5 separate regions of the Sus scrofa genome follow, and all the other regions are linked to region 4. The links are chromatin contacts, called in public Hi-C, HiChIP or PLAC-seq and promoter capture Hi-C maps. All regions are on one chromosome and are shown on one strand. Each heading gives the region's core, a stretch centred on a gene start, on an enhancer-like site or on the middle of the called end of the contact. The rest is flanking DNA. Distances are from core to core; before and after follow the strand shown. Region 1 holds the start of ISLR2 (immunoglobulin superfamily containing leucine-rich repeat protein 2). Region 2 holds the start of STOML1 (stomatin-like protein 1). Region 3 holds the start of FAM219B (family with sequence similarity 219 member B). Region 4 holds the start of SEMA7A (semaphorin-7A). Region 5 overlaps CSK (c-src tyrosine kinase).

What was found. Promoter capture Hi-C pulls out the DNA fragments that hold promoters and counts their contacts. A called contact is a pair of places that touch in the nucleus more often than the background predicts. HiChIP or PLAC-seq counts read pairs in DNA pulled down with a chosen protein or histone mark.
Region 1: a promoter capture Hi-C map of fetal skeletal muscle shows a contact between it and region 4, with 7 times the contacts expected there. The contact joins the promoter of ISLR2 here to the promoter of SEMA7A in region 4. A contact is called at or near these places in 1 of 5 promoter capture datasets (fetal skeletal muscle), 5 of 47 Hi-C or Micro-C datasets (embryonic fibroblasts, liver, mesenteric adipose tissue and 2 more) and 1 of 2 datasets of contacts at active chromatin or transcription factors (alveolar macrophages).
Region 2: a contact with region 4 is called in an H3K27ac HiChIP or PLAC-seq map of alveolar macrophages. The contact joins the promoter of STOML1 here to the promoter of SEMA7A in region 4. A contact is called at or near these places in 1 of 47 Hi-C or Micro-C datasets (liver) and 1 of 2 datasets of contacts at active chromatin or transcription factors (alveolar macrophages).
Region 3: a contact with region 4 is called in a Hi-C map of embryonic fibroblasts, with 1.9 times the contacts expected there. The contact joins the promoter of FAM219B here to the promoter of SEMA7A in region 4. A contact is called at or near these places in 1 of 47 Hi-C or Micro-C datasets (embryonic fibroblasts) and 1 of 2 datasets of contacts at active chromatin or transcription factors (alveolar macrophages).
Region 5: a contact with region 4 is called in an H3K27ac HiChIP or PLAC-seq map of alveolar macrophages. The contact joins the enhancer-like site here to the promoter of SEMA7A in region 4. A contact is called at or near these places in 1 of 47 Hi-C or Micro-C datasets (blood) and 1 of 2 datasets of contacts at active chromatin or transcription factors (alveolar macrophages).

The regions. Positions count from the first base shown.
Region 1 is chr7:59,391,898-59,394,597 of Sscrofa11.1, reverse strand. ISLR2 (immunoglobulin superfamily containing leucine-rich repeat protein 2) reads left to right here and starts at 1,413. Exons shown (of 3, transcript XM_013978091.2): 1 at 1,413-1,567. The coding sequence starts at 1,513.
Region 2 is chr7:59,447,177-59,449,876 of Sscrofa11.1, reverse strand. STOML1 (stomatin-like protein 1) reads right to left here and starts at 1,377. Exons shown (of 8, transcript XM_021099072.1): 1 at 613-1,377; 2 at 292-323. It overlaps PML (protein PML), which reads left to right. Exons shown (of 10, transcript XM_001925572.5): 3 at 1,689-2,155.
Region 3 is chr7:58,649,427-58,652,126 of Sscrofa11.1, reverse strand. It overlaps FAM219B (family with sequence similarity 219 member B), which reads right to left and starts at 1,357. Exons shown (of 5, transcript NM_001243582.1): 1 at 1,156-1,357; 2 at 864-951; 3 at 74-151. The coding sequence starts at 1,354.
Region 4 is chr7:59,093,534-59,096,233 of Sscrofa11.1, reverse strand. It overlaps SEMA7A (semaphorin-7A), which reads right to left and starts at 1,315. Exons shown (of 14, transcript XM_021099054.1): 1 at 1,083-1,315. The coding sequence starts at 1,263.
Region 5 is chr7:58,748,878-58,751,577 of Sscrofa11.1, reverse strand. All of the region lies in intron 1 of CSK (c-src tyrosine kinase), which reads left to right. Among named protein-coding and RNA genes, the nearest start is that of CSK, 4.8 kb to the left of the region's middle. Within about 2 kb of position 1,372, at least 36 of the 83 cell types and tissues checked have an H3K27ac peak or open chromatin away from gene starts, as enhancers often do. A contact at or near this core is called in alveolar macrophages, where this site is marked.

The sequences.
Region 1 (2,700 bases), core at 164-2,663, 300 kb before region 4:
CCTCCCACCCCCCACACAGAGGGGTTAGGTAATTTGGCCAAGGTCATACAGTGAGTACAAAGGGGGGGAGTCCTGAGCCAGTGTGTGTCAATCAGACCTAAGGAGAGGCAATGGTGGAGTCTGATGCTAGAATGTTCGCTCCTAACCACTATGTAGAGTATGTATGAGGTGAAGGAGGGATGGGGGGGCAGTGGTTTATAAACAGGGACTACAGAAGCCAAAAGGTTGGAAGCTCTGCATTTAGGAAATTCTGGCTGGAGGGGAGGTTTGCCTGAGCAGACTGCTAAGCTGGGGATGCGTGATGCCCTTCTGGGCTCTGGCTTTCTTACTCTCGGAGACCCTCCCTTCATTTATTAAATCACGCACCTGTCATATTAGATACAAGGACATGGCCACCTCTGAATGCAGTTGCACTCAGTCGAATGTACAATGTGATATATCCTAAACATTTAATCAAACATCTATTCCTTCCAACTTTGTAGTTTTCTATTCCCCTTTTAGAGCCTGGAAAAGATTTTCTTTTTCAGACCTTGGACTTTTTATAGGTCCCTGGGAAAGTTAGAAGACTTAACTTTCTTAACTCAAAGAGAAAGTGCTCTGGGCACCAAGGGATGGGATTGGGGGGGGTAGGTTGGGGAATACAGGACGGTTTTGTCCCAGAATTAAACTCATTAGTTCGTGCCAGGGACTATTCGATCAATGAGTATACAGAGGGTGCCTATTATATCCTGGGCATGAGAAACACAATGGGGTGTGAGGTGGGGTGGGGTTAGGGGAGGAATGTTGCAGACTCCTGGGATGTACACTGGGTGTGCATGGGAAGGAAAGCTTCGGTGCCTTGGTTTAGCGTCTCCCACTTTGAAACATGGGGTCCCGGGTGCAGCACATGCCTTGATCCCAGGCTTGAGCCCCAGTATTCCCCAACCATTGTCCCAGGGCCTCGGAGGCCGGCTGGCAATTTCCAGCAGGGGGCGCGCACAAACCAGACCTGGGACCAAGGCTTTGGCCAGAACCCGGGAAGCGAGCGCTGGGATCACCGGGCTTTCAACTCACCCAACCCTGAGACCGTCCAGGGCGGCAAGGTGGAAGGTAGAGATCAATCCACAAAATGCTGTCCGGAGCTCCAGCTCTCTGCCCTGGGTCTATCTAGGACTGGCACCCTGCCTGCTCAAAAAGCCTTATTCCGGATTCTGTGGATTCCAAAACTGGGCCCTCCGTGCTGGCCTCTTGGAACCTTGTATCCCTCCTCTCCCTACACCTATTTCCACACACCGGACTAGATATCTGTTTCTTTAACCATCAAAGACGTGGGTAGCAATGGGGGTGGAATTTCGCTCCCAGTTCCCCAGCCGTTCAGTGACTGTACCATTATTAACATTACAGACATTAGAGCGGCTCTTGCGTGCCTGGTGGCACGGGTCCAGATACTCTCAGTCTTCTAGCAGGGCTCGGAGGCAGATCCTGGAGTCATTGCTCCTACCCCTAGCCTCAGCGAACTCTGCTCAGAGCGAGATGGGCTCCAGCCCAGACAGGGCGTGCACTGAGCTCTTCAGGGTCCAAGGCGAGGGTAAGGTCGTCTTTCCCCCAGGGCAGGGTTGGGAAACAAAAGCGCTTGCTGGAGACTGGATGGGAGCCCTGAGGGTCTGCCAGAGTCGGCACCCTCACCTGGGTGGCCGCTGCACCCTCCGGGAGCCTGGAGCCCTGTCTCCCTGAGAATTCCCCTGGCTTCTGTATCTCCGACAAAAGAGCAAGGATGAGGGGCTTTCTTGGCCGGCGGGCTGCAGAGATTCTGGGGATGTGGGTGGGGCAGGTGTCTGCAGTCCAGGGAAGCTCTCTGCCGAGAGTGGGCGAGCTCATTTTTCCTTCCCTTCCCCAGTCTGTCTTTCGGTCCTTCAACTGCTCCATGTTATCCCCTGCCTGCATCCCCGTCTGCCTCTAGCTGAAGATGAAAAGAACCAAAAAAGAGGTGAAAACTGGGTGGAGGGTCCACAAGTCTCGCAGGCCTCCACACCTGGACCTTGGTCCTTGCCTTTATGCCGGGCGCCCCTCCCTCCTCCAGGAAAAGTCTTCAAGACACCCCAACCAGGACTCTGCAGCCCTGCTGCTGTGCCCCAGCCTCCTCAGATCCCTCTTCCTCAGACAAAGCTCCTGGAGCTGCTCTCTCAGGATTCCCAAGACACCAGCCACGCCCTCAGGACCCCCTCCTTGCTCCGCAAACAAAGAGGCTGTGCCAGGCCAGCCAGCCACGCCATTCCCTGGCCCAGTTAAGCCCAAACTGCTCAGACTCATCCCCAGACCTGCTCTGACTGCCTCCGCCACTGCAGGGTCAAGGTCCCTTTACTCCTCCTCCCCTCTCAAAGATACCTTCTCCCCCTGGGTGCCCTTCCAGGGGGTGGGGGTGGGGTTGTCTGTGAGGACTACAGGGCCCAGTAGGTGGAATGAAGTTCTGGGTTCTGAATTCTGGGTTGAGTGAGATGCGCTGGTCCCAGTCAGTAGCGACCACAGGACTAAGAGAGAGGGAAGAATGGGGAGTATGCGCGCTATTCATATTTAATTTACAAAGGCTCCTCTGAAGCCTTGGTCGGTGGTCTCTTTAGATGCAGCACCCATCACCCGGCTCTCTTGTCCACCTCCCCAGCTCATTAAAATGCTCAACACTCAAATCAGAAGACTGATCTCCAAGGCCCCAAACCCCATGGA
Region 2 (2,700 bases), core at 128-2,627, 350 kb before region 4:
GTTGATTTGCTTTGGTCGGAGGACGGGGTAGGGGTGGGTGGGTGGGGGAGAACAGATGGGAAAGGACAAGGAAACTTGGTCAGGTACCTTAAAGAGTGACACAAAGAGGGAAGATCAGGCCCAAGGGTTCTGACCTTCTCGATTGGGGTAGGGATGCGCGAAAGTAGAAAAGGGGACCAGGATGAGTTAGGTGGGCCTCTCTGGACTGTGATTCTCTACTAGCAGCGGGGTGAGATGCTGAGGGTCAGTGGCACTGGAGACCAGACTCTTGCGCCCACGCTGGCGACTTACCTCTTATCCCTGCCTCAGGTGAAAGACCCCACCTGTTAGGACGAAAGGAAATAGCAGCCTTATTGCACTGGCTTGGGAGCCCCGAGTATGTCCCAGGCGTTGAAAAACCAGAACCCTAGTTCTTAGATCAGAAAGTGGCAGAGAGGTAGGTGTCTTGGCTAAGGCCTCAAGTTCCTGTGGTTCCCCCTTTAGGAAGCTTCTTGGATCCTTTTCTCCGAGTCCTCTGCCCTCCCAACCCCCATCCCCAAAGGGTTTAATAGGAGTTTATTAGTCTCCTCCTGCACAGACTCCCCAGCCTCCCACATCAAAGGAACTACTTACATCACTTGCTCTGTGTTCTAACAGGCCCTTTTTACTCTTCCTCTTGAAAGTACACGTAAGACCACATTGCAGTAACTTTTATTATCTGCTTTATCACACCCAGGAATAATATTAACAATACCGTTAACCTTTATGAACACTTTTCATGTGCCACGTATTGTGTTTAGCATTTTTTTGGTAGTAAAATACAATAACATCTATGTGTTATGTGTGTTTTATCCTTTTCTAAGTGTAAAAGCCAGTGGCTTCAAGCCGTTGGTAATGTTGTGTAACCATCACCCATATCTTTCCTGAGTTTTTTCATCCAAAGTCTGTACCGTCTAAGTAATAGTTCCTTATTCCCCTCTTCCCCCAGTGGCTGAGAGCCTCTAATCTACTTTTTGTCTCTGATTTTGCCTAGTCTGGATATTTCATATAAGTTTAATCCTACAACATTTTTCCCTTTGTATTGGATTTTACTTAGCATAATGTCTTCAAGGTTCATCCATGTTGTAGCATGTATCAGAATTTCCTTTTGAAGTCTGAATAATATTCCATTGTATACCACATTTTGTTTATCCGTTCATCTGTTGATGGGTACTTGGGTTGTTTGTGCTTTTTGGCTATTGTGAATAATGCTGTGTGTAGAACAATGGGTATCTGGGTACTTGTTTTCAGTTTTTGGGGGTATATATCTAGGAGTGGAATTGCTGGATCATATGGTAGTTCTACGTTTAACTTTTTGAAGAACTACCAAAGTGTATTTTGGTATTTTATATGAGGTTATATGACATACACTTAATGAATCTCTTTTCTAAACTTAAGTTCCTTGAAGGCAGGGATGTGTGCTATACATCCGTGTATAGGATGGGCCTAGTACCGTGTCTTAGGAGAAGCAGGTGCTCAGTAAATTGTGGAGTAAGTGTGGGAAGGTTTGAGTAAACGGAGGATTGGGGTGCTGATGGGTTTTGCCTCATCCAGTGACAGCCTGGTATGGAATAGTAAGTTCCACTCCCAGCCTCCAGCCATAGGGGCAAGCACGTGTTGGGTGGGGACTCCTGGAACTTCGGGTCTCACCTCCCTCTCTGGTCCCCCAGCAAGCCATGGAAGAAGAGTTCCAGTTCTTGCGCTGCCAGGGCTGCCGGAAGGAAGCCAAATGCCCCAAGCTGCTACCTTGTCTGCACACGCTGTGTTCAGGATGCCTGCCGCAGCCGGGCTTGCAGTGCCCCATCTGCCAGGCACCCTGGCCCCAAGGCGCTGACACGCAGGCCCTGGATAACGTCTTCTTCGAGAGCCTGCAGCGGCGCCTGTCCGTGTACCGGCAGATCATGGATTCGCAGGCGCTTTGCACCCGCTGCAAAGAACCAGCCAACTACTGGTGCTTTGAGTGTGAGCAGCTCCTCTGCGCCAAGTGTGTCGAGGCGCATCAGTGGTTCCTCAAGCACGAGGCCAGGCCGCTGGCCGAGCTCCGCAGCCAGTCGGTCGGCGAGTTCCTGGACTGCACGCGCAAGTCAAACAACATCTTCTGCTCCAACCCCAACCACCGCAGCCCTGCGCTGACTAGGTGAGCGGACTGGCCCAGGGTGTGGGTGGCGCATCTAGGAGCGGGGTAGAGGATGCGGGGAGCAGAGATAATAGAGTCCCACTAGGAACGTGGGACGGGGAGCTTCTAAGGTCTTACAACTCAAAGTGTGGCTCGAAGACTAGCTGCGTCAGTGGTGATGATACTCTTTGTGCTATCGAATGCAAATGGATGGATAGTAATAGTTTCCAATTTCCCTTATAAGAAATAATGCTGCAGAATCATCTTTGCACGCATATTCAGGAATTTCTTTAGGATAAGTTTTCAGAAATGCCTTTGCTAGGTGAAGGGGTATGAAAGTTTTATGTTTCGATACATATTACCAAACTGCCCTTTAGAAAGTCTTATAATGGAATTTTCCACAAGCACTGCCATGGAGTCTCAGTACAGCTAGATTCTAGGCTGAGGTGTGAGTAGTTAGTTTCTATCTGAAAAGTCAAAACCGGAACACCATGCTATCTGAGAGTGTTTGTATGGAAAAAAAAGTCAAGTCCAATTATAATTATTTTTACTGAACAGCACAGGAT
Region 3 (2,700 bases), core at 108-2,607, 440 kb after region 4:
GAATAAGCAAAGCAAGTGATCTGCAATTTTACCCAAATCACTCCCCAAGGGTATTTCCAAGGAGTGCACTTACCTGTCAGAGTCAAGGGACACCAGGTTTTCATCTGGACTCTGACTAAGAGCAGTATAGCCCTTGTTAAACTTCACTGACCTAAGGGGAGATGGGGGGAAAACCAAGCATAGGTAAAGCACCAGCTTTTCGCAGCGAAAGCCAGAGTCCTCACCCTTATGGGAAAAAACCCAACTGATGGCACTACTCCTGACTTGCCTTCTACCTGGTCACACAGCCACCACTGCCTGCCATGTATGTGGCTACAGCTCCTCAGAATATGCACTTCCTCACACCACTCCCCCTGCTGCTCCTGAAGAAAAGCACACCCCCTCTTTAATGAATTGGGAAAAGCCCTGTCTCCCCACCTAATTTAACCAGGGAACAGAAAAAGTTCTTAGGCAAATTCCTTCACCTGCTTTAGCCCTTATTTGTAAGAGAGGCCCTGGATAAAGTCCCACCCAATCCTTAGAGTTTACCATTCTGTTAGAAGCAAACAAACAGCCCTGACTTCCCACACTGCTCTCCATCCTCACTCTTTGGGGCCCCAGCCACTATATTCCTCCCTAACTTAGTGAATGACCCTACTCACTGACAAAACTTATTCCAAAGCCCTTTCCTTGAAATCATCACATTCTAGAAGGAAAAGAAAAGGTGGTTCCTCTTCTCATTTTAATGCAGTGAACCTGACAGGTTGGCTTCAGGGGAATCACTAGTTCGGCCCCTAAACGTGTGTTTGCTTTCTGTCTCCCGGCCTGAACACTAAAGCCTTCTCTGGAAACGGTTGCACAGAGGAAGTGGCGCTTGCTGAGACCTTTTTCCTGAAGAGTCGGGGCGGTTCGGCGCGGCACCCAGCATGCCCTTTCTCCGCAAAACTGCCTTGGCCAGGTCCCGGTGTTTCTCTGGAAGTCAAAGGGCCGCAGTCAGAGGGATCCTCCCCATTCCGCAGTGTATCCCAAACGCCAGGAGCCCGCTCTCCGAACGGATTTTGAGGTGCGGGAGCGGGCTGCAGGTGCCCCTCCAGGGTCGCCCCGGTGCGGCTCCGGAGCCCGCCCGGGGACACAGCAGCCCGCCCCGGCAGAGAACCCCCACCAGGCAGCACTCACGCAACTTGGCCTGAATGGAAGGCGCGCGCGTCACCATGTATGGCCCCCGCTTCTCCACAGCAGCCAGAGTCCGCTCCCCAAGCCGGGGTACTCCAATACCGCTTCGGCCGGAGGGCGGACCTGCAGACCCAGCACCGCTGGGCCGGGGTCCCAGAACGGACGCCAGAACCGCGTGCCCACTGGGCTCCGCTGTCGCCATCGCTTGGCCACGCCCCTCCGGGTGGTGGAGCCCCGCCTCCTGGCTAACCAGCCAGCAACCGGGAAGGAGGCGGTCTCTCCTCGAGCAAGATGGCGGCGCGCGGGCGCAGATTGTACCCGCCTGAGCTTTCCGGTCCCATCAGTTGCGGGGTTGGCTCAATTGTTCCGCCCTTCCGGAGGGTTTGGATTGCTGCAGTCCCGCCTTTCTGGCACACCACGTGCTTTTAGTTGGCCTGAGTTCCTGGCTGTCAAACTAAATTTTTTCTCTAGTGGAAATTAAATATCAATATTTTCGGGGTGGCCGCGGATGTGCACCTGCGGACTTCGAGCTCTTTGCGCCCTGGTGCGCACGCGCTCCTCGTGGTATCTGCGCATGGGTCCTCTTGCCACAGCCGCAGCTCCCCCAGGGCGGACCGGGGAGAGCTTGGATTGAACCAGAAAGAGCAGTAGGAGACAGGAACGTGTCAGCGCCCTTCTCCAGAAAAGAAACTAGGCGCGGGAAAACAGTTTAAAGACCTTGTGGAGGTCACACAACCAGAGACACTGCCTGCGCTGATACTCTAATGTCAAGTCCAGGTTATTTCCAACACCACGCAATGCCTGAGACCTTGGATGAGGCTGACTCTCTCTAGGACTCAGTTTTCACATATTATTATTATTTTTTGTCTTTTTAGGGCCGCACCCGTGGCATATGGAGGTTTCCAGCCTACCGGGTCTAATCGGAGCTACAGCTGCCGGCCTATGCCACAGCCACAGCAACGCGGGATCCAAGCAGTGTCTGCAACCTACACCACAGCTCACGGCAGCGCCGGATCCTTAACCCACTGAGTGAGGCCAGGGGTGGAACCCGCATCCTCATGGCTCTTAGTCGGATTCGTTTCTGCTGCTCCACCGGGAACTCCAGTTTCCACGTTTTAAAATGGAACCAATATCACTACCCTTCTTACAGCGACAAACAAGGGCAAAATAGGCCTTGGGAAGAAGAATGAAAGTGTGTCCAGGCCGGAGCTGTCACAGCTCGTGACTTCTCTGGCCCCCAAGGGATGTGTTTGTAGCTGGCTGGTAAGTAGCTCCAGATCCTTGTAGTAACTGCGAAATCTCATGAGGCTGTCCCAAGGCTAATTTATTAGTCTCCACAGGGTAGTTCAAAAATGTACAACTTATGAGCCTCCAGGGCCACAAAAACAGTTGAGTGGGAGTGTGATTAGGCGGGATAGGAGAAAATAATTTATGACTGCGTTTTTTAAAGTTTTATTTTTTAGAGCCACAGGTGCGGCATATGAAAGTTCCCAGGCTAGGGGTGGAATCAGAGCGGCAGGTGCAGGCCTATGCCACAGCCACATCAAC
Region 4 (2,700 bases), core at 66-2,565:
CAGATAATGCTCAGGCTCCTGCAATCCCTGCAAACCGCCTCAGGCATCAAAAGGCTCCCAGAGAGACCAGACCTACCATTCCCACCCCCACTGCCAGTCCACCACCACCACAGGGGGGCTGCAGCACCTGCCAAATTTGGGGACAGAGCATAGTCGTCCTGGGGGTGGGGAAGCATTTTTGTGCAATGCAGGGAACTTCAGTCCCTTGCAACACAAAACCTCAAAACCTACCCAGCCAGCTTTTTGACCCATTGTACAGTGATCTAAACTGAGGCGCCCCTGGGGAGACTTCGGTCCCCCAAGTTCACATATCCACCAGGGCCTAAAAGCTGCAGCCCCTTGCCAGATCCCCTACCTGGGGGTCCCAGTGGCCGCGCCCCACCCAACTGGCACTGCCCCCCATGCTGGCTCGGATTCCTGGTGACAACTGCCACGTGCGGACAAGGGGGGAGCGGCGGGTCCCAGCATTGCAGAGGCAGCGCCGGGGTGCCTGAAGCCTCCGCACGGAGCCACGTCCCGGCTCACTACAGGGTACCCACCCCTTTACCCGGCCCGCGCTTGGGGCCGGGGCGGGGGCAGGGGCAGGCAGCGGGGTCTTTGTTCCCGCAGCCGGAGCGCAGCGGCGGCGGCAAAGGGTCCGCGCCCCCCTTGCCGGCCCAGCCTGCGCCCTGCGCGACAGCGGAGCCCATAGCTCAGAAAGAGAGGAGCTGGGTGGGGGTCCCGGCAGGAGAAAGGATTCTGCACAGAGGCCTCAGCGCTGGAGGACTGAGAGCGCCTCGGGGCCGAGAGAAGGGCCCTCTCCCTCCCCCCTGCACCCCCGCGCTGCGGCTCCCGGCTGCGGGCGGACTTGGAGTGACTTAGCCGGGGCTCCAGCCCTTGCCGCTCGCTCGCCGCAGCGTCACAGCCCGCTCCGGCGTGGCAGCGGGCACACTCACACATTCACCCAGACCCACACGCTATCCGCGGGGACAGCCCAGGACCTGCATAGCCGCGCGCACGCACTCTCTCCAGTGCTGCACACTCCGCACCCGCCCCGCGCGGCATCGGATCTCGAGCCGCGCTGCAAGCGCGGCGCCACCTACCTTTCCAGACAGCAGAGATGCGGGGTCCGCTCTTCGAGTGGCCTTGAGAGGCGGCGGCCGTCCAGAGCGGCAGCAGCAGCAGCAGCAGCAGCCGCAGCGGGAGCCCGGACCGAGCCTGCGGACTGGGAACGCGGGCGCGCGGGGCGCCGAGGGCGGCGCATCCGGGCGGAGGCGGTGTCATCCCGCGGCCCCGGAGCAACGGCGGAGAGCAGCCGAGACTGAGCCAGCGCCCGACCGCAGGCAGATCCAACGAGAGGAGGCGGAGTCAAACGCCTGACCCCACCCCGCCCCTCCCCCGTCCCTCTCCGACTTCCCCACCCGCTGGCTTAGGGGTAAAGCAGTGACCGCTGTCAGGGGAATCTTCGACACCCCTTTCCTGGGCAACTCCACGGGGATAACCTGGGGGAAGGGGAGCAAGACAGACTTGTGGTCTCCTGTGATCGGCGCCAGGTCCTGTCCCCTCTCAAGGCCTTAGATTTACTCCCCCCACCCCAGGAAGGGATTGGCCTAGAAGTCAGAGAGGACCTCTCCTGAGGGAACAGACAACCTCGATAATGATCAGCTAAGTGGACTCTGAAGGCTGTGGTTCTCAGAGGATGGGCTGACCTGAGTGGACACGGCTCCTCTGAGCCTATAAGAAGGAACAAGACGCTTTCCCCTAAGGAGGGGGTGTGGGTTTTGGGCAGAAGGTCGATAATCTGTAGGGAGCACTCAGAGCCCCATCCTTGCTCAGCTGTGAGAACACGGAATTTTCATCTTGGCCTGGCTCCCTCCCCGCCTTTCTCCTCCCTTCCCCAGCCAGCAGCCTTCTGGGCTGCCTCCCCCCCAGCCAGCTGGTGTGTGCTCAGAAAATCCAAACTCATTTCCATGTGAGTGGAGGGGGATATAATTAAGAAGTCCCCTTCCCCAAGCAGAAAGAGAGGGGAGCATCCTGCGTGCCCAGGACTCACTGTTGGGAAGGCAGAGTCAGTCAGACCAGCTTTAAGGGATCTCTGCCCACAAGATGCATAGTTAGTGCTCAGCTATGCAGGCAGCCTGATGACCCCACCATGACCCCCTGCATAGGGTCCGGGCCAGTCCCTCTACAGTCACCTGAACAGCCCAGGCAGCTCTGCTTTCAGCTCACCTATTCAGAGCCATGTGCCTGCCTTTCTAAAGGAGTCTTCTCTCCCTCAAGCCAGAGAGGTCCCAGACCCACCTCTGCATCTGCCCAAGGTAACCATGGATGAAAAAATCCACTTATCCAGTGCCTACTGGATGCTTACCCCCAGGTGGACTGCACAGAGAAGAGACAGGGTGAGGAGTAAGTAGCAGAGGTGCACTGCAGCCTTCAAGACCCACAGACCTAGCTGGACTTGAGTCACACGCTGCAGACACCACCAGAGACAGAGAGCAGCCTGTCCTGGCCTCAGCTCCAGCTCCAAACCTCTGCCCTGCTCCATGGCCAAGAAGAGGTTATCATCAGGAAGTTCTGCCTTACCATTCCATATTTTGCTTCCAGCTATCCCCTCCTGCTTCCCTAAGTGTCACCAAAATACACCAACAGGCCAAAAGGCGAAATCAAGATGGCTCCAGAGATCATGCAGGACTAAGTTCCTGGCTCACTGGATGGGGCCAA
Region 5 (2,700 bases), core at 123-2,622, 340 kb after region 4:
CTCTGAGGGTCCAGATGCCTCCTGTCCACCAGCTTCAGCCATCCTGGGCCAGCCCTGTTTCCCCAGTGCAAATAGAGGCCAGCTTTCCCTGGGAAAACTGAGTCTTGGACAAGGGACCCAGGCGTCTTGCGCCCCAAGCAAGGGACAGCCATGCCAGCCTCATGGTCTTGCCCTTCCCAGCATCTGGGAGGGAGGAGGCAGAGATTCTAGACCCTCGCCCCTGGGAGGTGGAGGAGAACATGGGTAGTCCCCAAATCACAGGGGAAGGCTTGTGTGTTAGCGTCCTTCCCTTTGGCCGGTGTTCCTCAGGTTTAACCTGAGTGTGTACTGCTGTGACGTCACTCGCTTCCTCTTGTTCTGCTTCTGTGGGGACCAGTGCCCTACTAGGGCCAGCCCGTGGACAGTAGGAGGAAGCCAGTCTCAGCCTGGCACTCCCAGGGCCTAGGAGTCCATAACCCCAGGTGATCCTGGTATGGCTCAGGACTAACTTAGGAAAGGGTCCTCCCTGAAGCGGTCCATTCAATGCAGAGGGCTCCCAGGTGCATGACATTGGATTCCAGCAGCCAGACTTTTGCCTTTGGAGTTTCTCCCTCTTCCCTGGTCTTGGCACAGGGGAAGTGGGCATTACAACTGCCCTCCTGTCCCACAGCTTGGGCTTGGATGAGGTCACAGGGTGTGGTCCTCTCCAAGATGCTGGCCTGGCTGGGGTGAGCCCTTTGGGTGTTTCTCAGTGCCCCCCTCCTTGGTTGGGGACAGGATGGGTGGAGGAGCAGGCCACCCCCCACGCCAGGCAGGGAGCACTGCCTCCCTTCCTCCACTCCTCTGGGTCCCTTCATCCAAGGGCTGGAAATAGAATCCGCTAAGTAATGATTAAAGTCAAATTCAGACCTAAAAATAAAGAGCTGGTGAAGGAAGAGCTAGTGTGCTCCCTGCGTGGCTGAGGGGAGAAGCAGACTGGGCGAGGCTGGCTTCAGGGGGCTGACCCCGCTTCCCGGGAGAGTCCAGAGCCCACTGCGGGATCAGGAGTACTCCACTAGTGGGGGGTGGTCTCGTATCAGGCAGGCCCCAGCCCGTCCCAGTCAGGGCAGACTGGAAGGACCAGGCAGAGAATCCCGTTTTTCCCATAGGGAAGCTGAGGCCTGGGAGGAGAGGTGGTTTGTCCAGTGACTGTCCAGTAGCTCCCCTTGGCAGGCCCCCAGGGCCCTGAGGGCCCCACGCAGCCTGGCTCGCCTTTCTGCCTGCTCAGTTTCTCTTCCTGGTTTTGAGGTACTGTGATGAGCATAGCTTCTCATCACACACCAGCTCTGTACGCCTCAGTAGGGCTGGGCCTCCAACCGCAGCTTCCCTCCGCCTCCCCCCCTTTCCGTGGTCTGGGCCCCCAAGAAGCAGAAGAGAGGCGGCCTGGCACCCCCTCTGTCGGTCCTGCTCTCTGCAGTTGGAAGCCTTGTGGGTGGGTGAAAACCTGGGTATCATCTGACGCCTGCACACCCTGGCGGCTGCTTCTCAGCCCGGCCCCTGGTCCTCACCCAGGCCTGGCTGGCTGTAGCCTGTGCTGTCCACACTGCAGGGAGACTGGAGGGGAGCGGGGAAGAAGGAACCCTGAGAGCTCCACTGCTGGCCAGTAGAGGAGACCAGAGTCAGAGGAGTTAGTCAGGGGAGGCCTGTGGTTCCAACTTCCTGGCAGGGCTGGTAGGAGCTCAGAAGCTGGGGATCTGCGTAGGCTGGAGCAGCCTGGAGGGCTTCCTGGAGGGGAAGGGCCATGAACATCGAGAAGCATTTGAGAAAGAGGGAGGGTAGGGGCAGAGATCCTTGCTTGGAGTATCTACCTGCTCTAGGGCTGCTGGCTTCTCTAGCTGCTGTGTGGCCCTGGATAAACTCTTGGCCTCTCTGCCAGGCAGGGTATGGCACAGATGTAACCCACACTTCCCAGAGCAGGAGGCCGGTCTCTGGGCACAGGTCCCCTCAGCCACCCTCCTTCGCCTAACTGTCCCTTTTTAGGGTGTCATCTGTCCTGCCTAAGGAGAGGGTGGAGGGCTTTCTCCCATCCAAGTTCAGACAGAATTTGAACTCAAACCCTTGCTCTGCCCCTTGGAGCTGGGTGACTCTCCTCAGCCTGGTTCCTCCTCTGTCAAGCAGATCAACAGTAGTACCTGAGGGGAGTTTTGAGGATTAAGTAACTCAGGCGGCATTGGGTCAGTAGGCGCTCACTCCCATGCTCTCGTTTGCACAGTCTACCCTGTGGGGGGAGGGTACTGGTAACACCTCTTTTCCCTCTTCTGGGGAGCTAGGCTGAATGTGCTTTGAGTTGGGCCGCCCTAGCTGTGTGTTTTGTGGGTCCTGGTTCTGAGATGGGGAGACCAGGAATCAGGGGGCCAAAGTTCTGGATAGTTCCCTGGCCTCTGGGCCCCACCTGTAAGGTGGCTAGGAGACTTTGGGGTGAGGGACAAGGACACTCTGGTTTTTAAGGGTTCATTGAAGGTCAGTGCTGACAGGCTGTATGTAAATGTGGGCAAATGAAGATGCAAAGACCATAGCGTGTACTTGGGGCGGGGGGCGGCAGAACCGAGGCCTGGGTTAGGGCTCTGGGGAGGCCTAGAGTCCCCACTGCCCAGTGCATGTAGGTAATTAGGCTCTTGAGCGGTAATTAGAAGCTTAGAAGCCTTTCTGGGCCAGGAGTGTCAGCCTCTAGCCGCAGAAGTG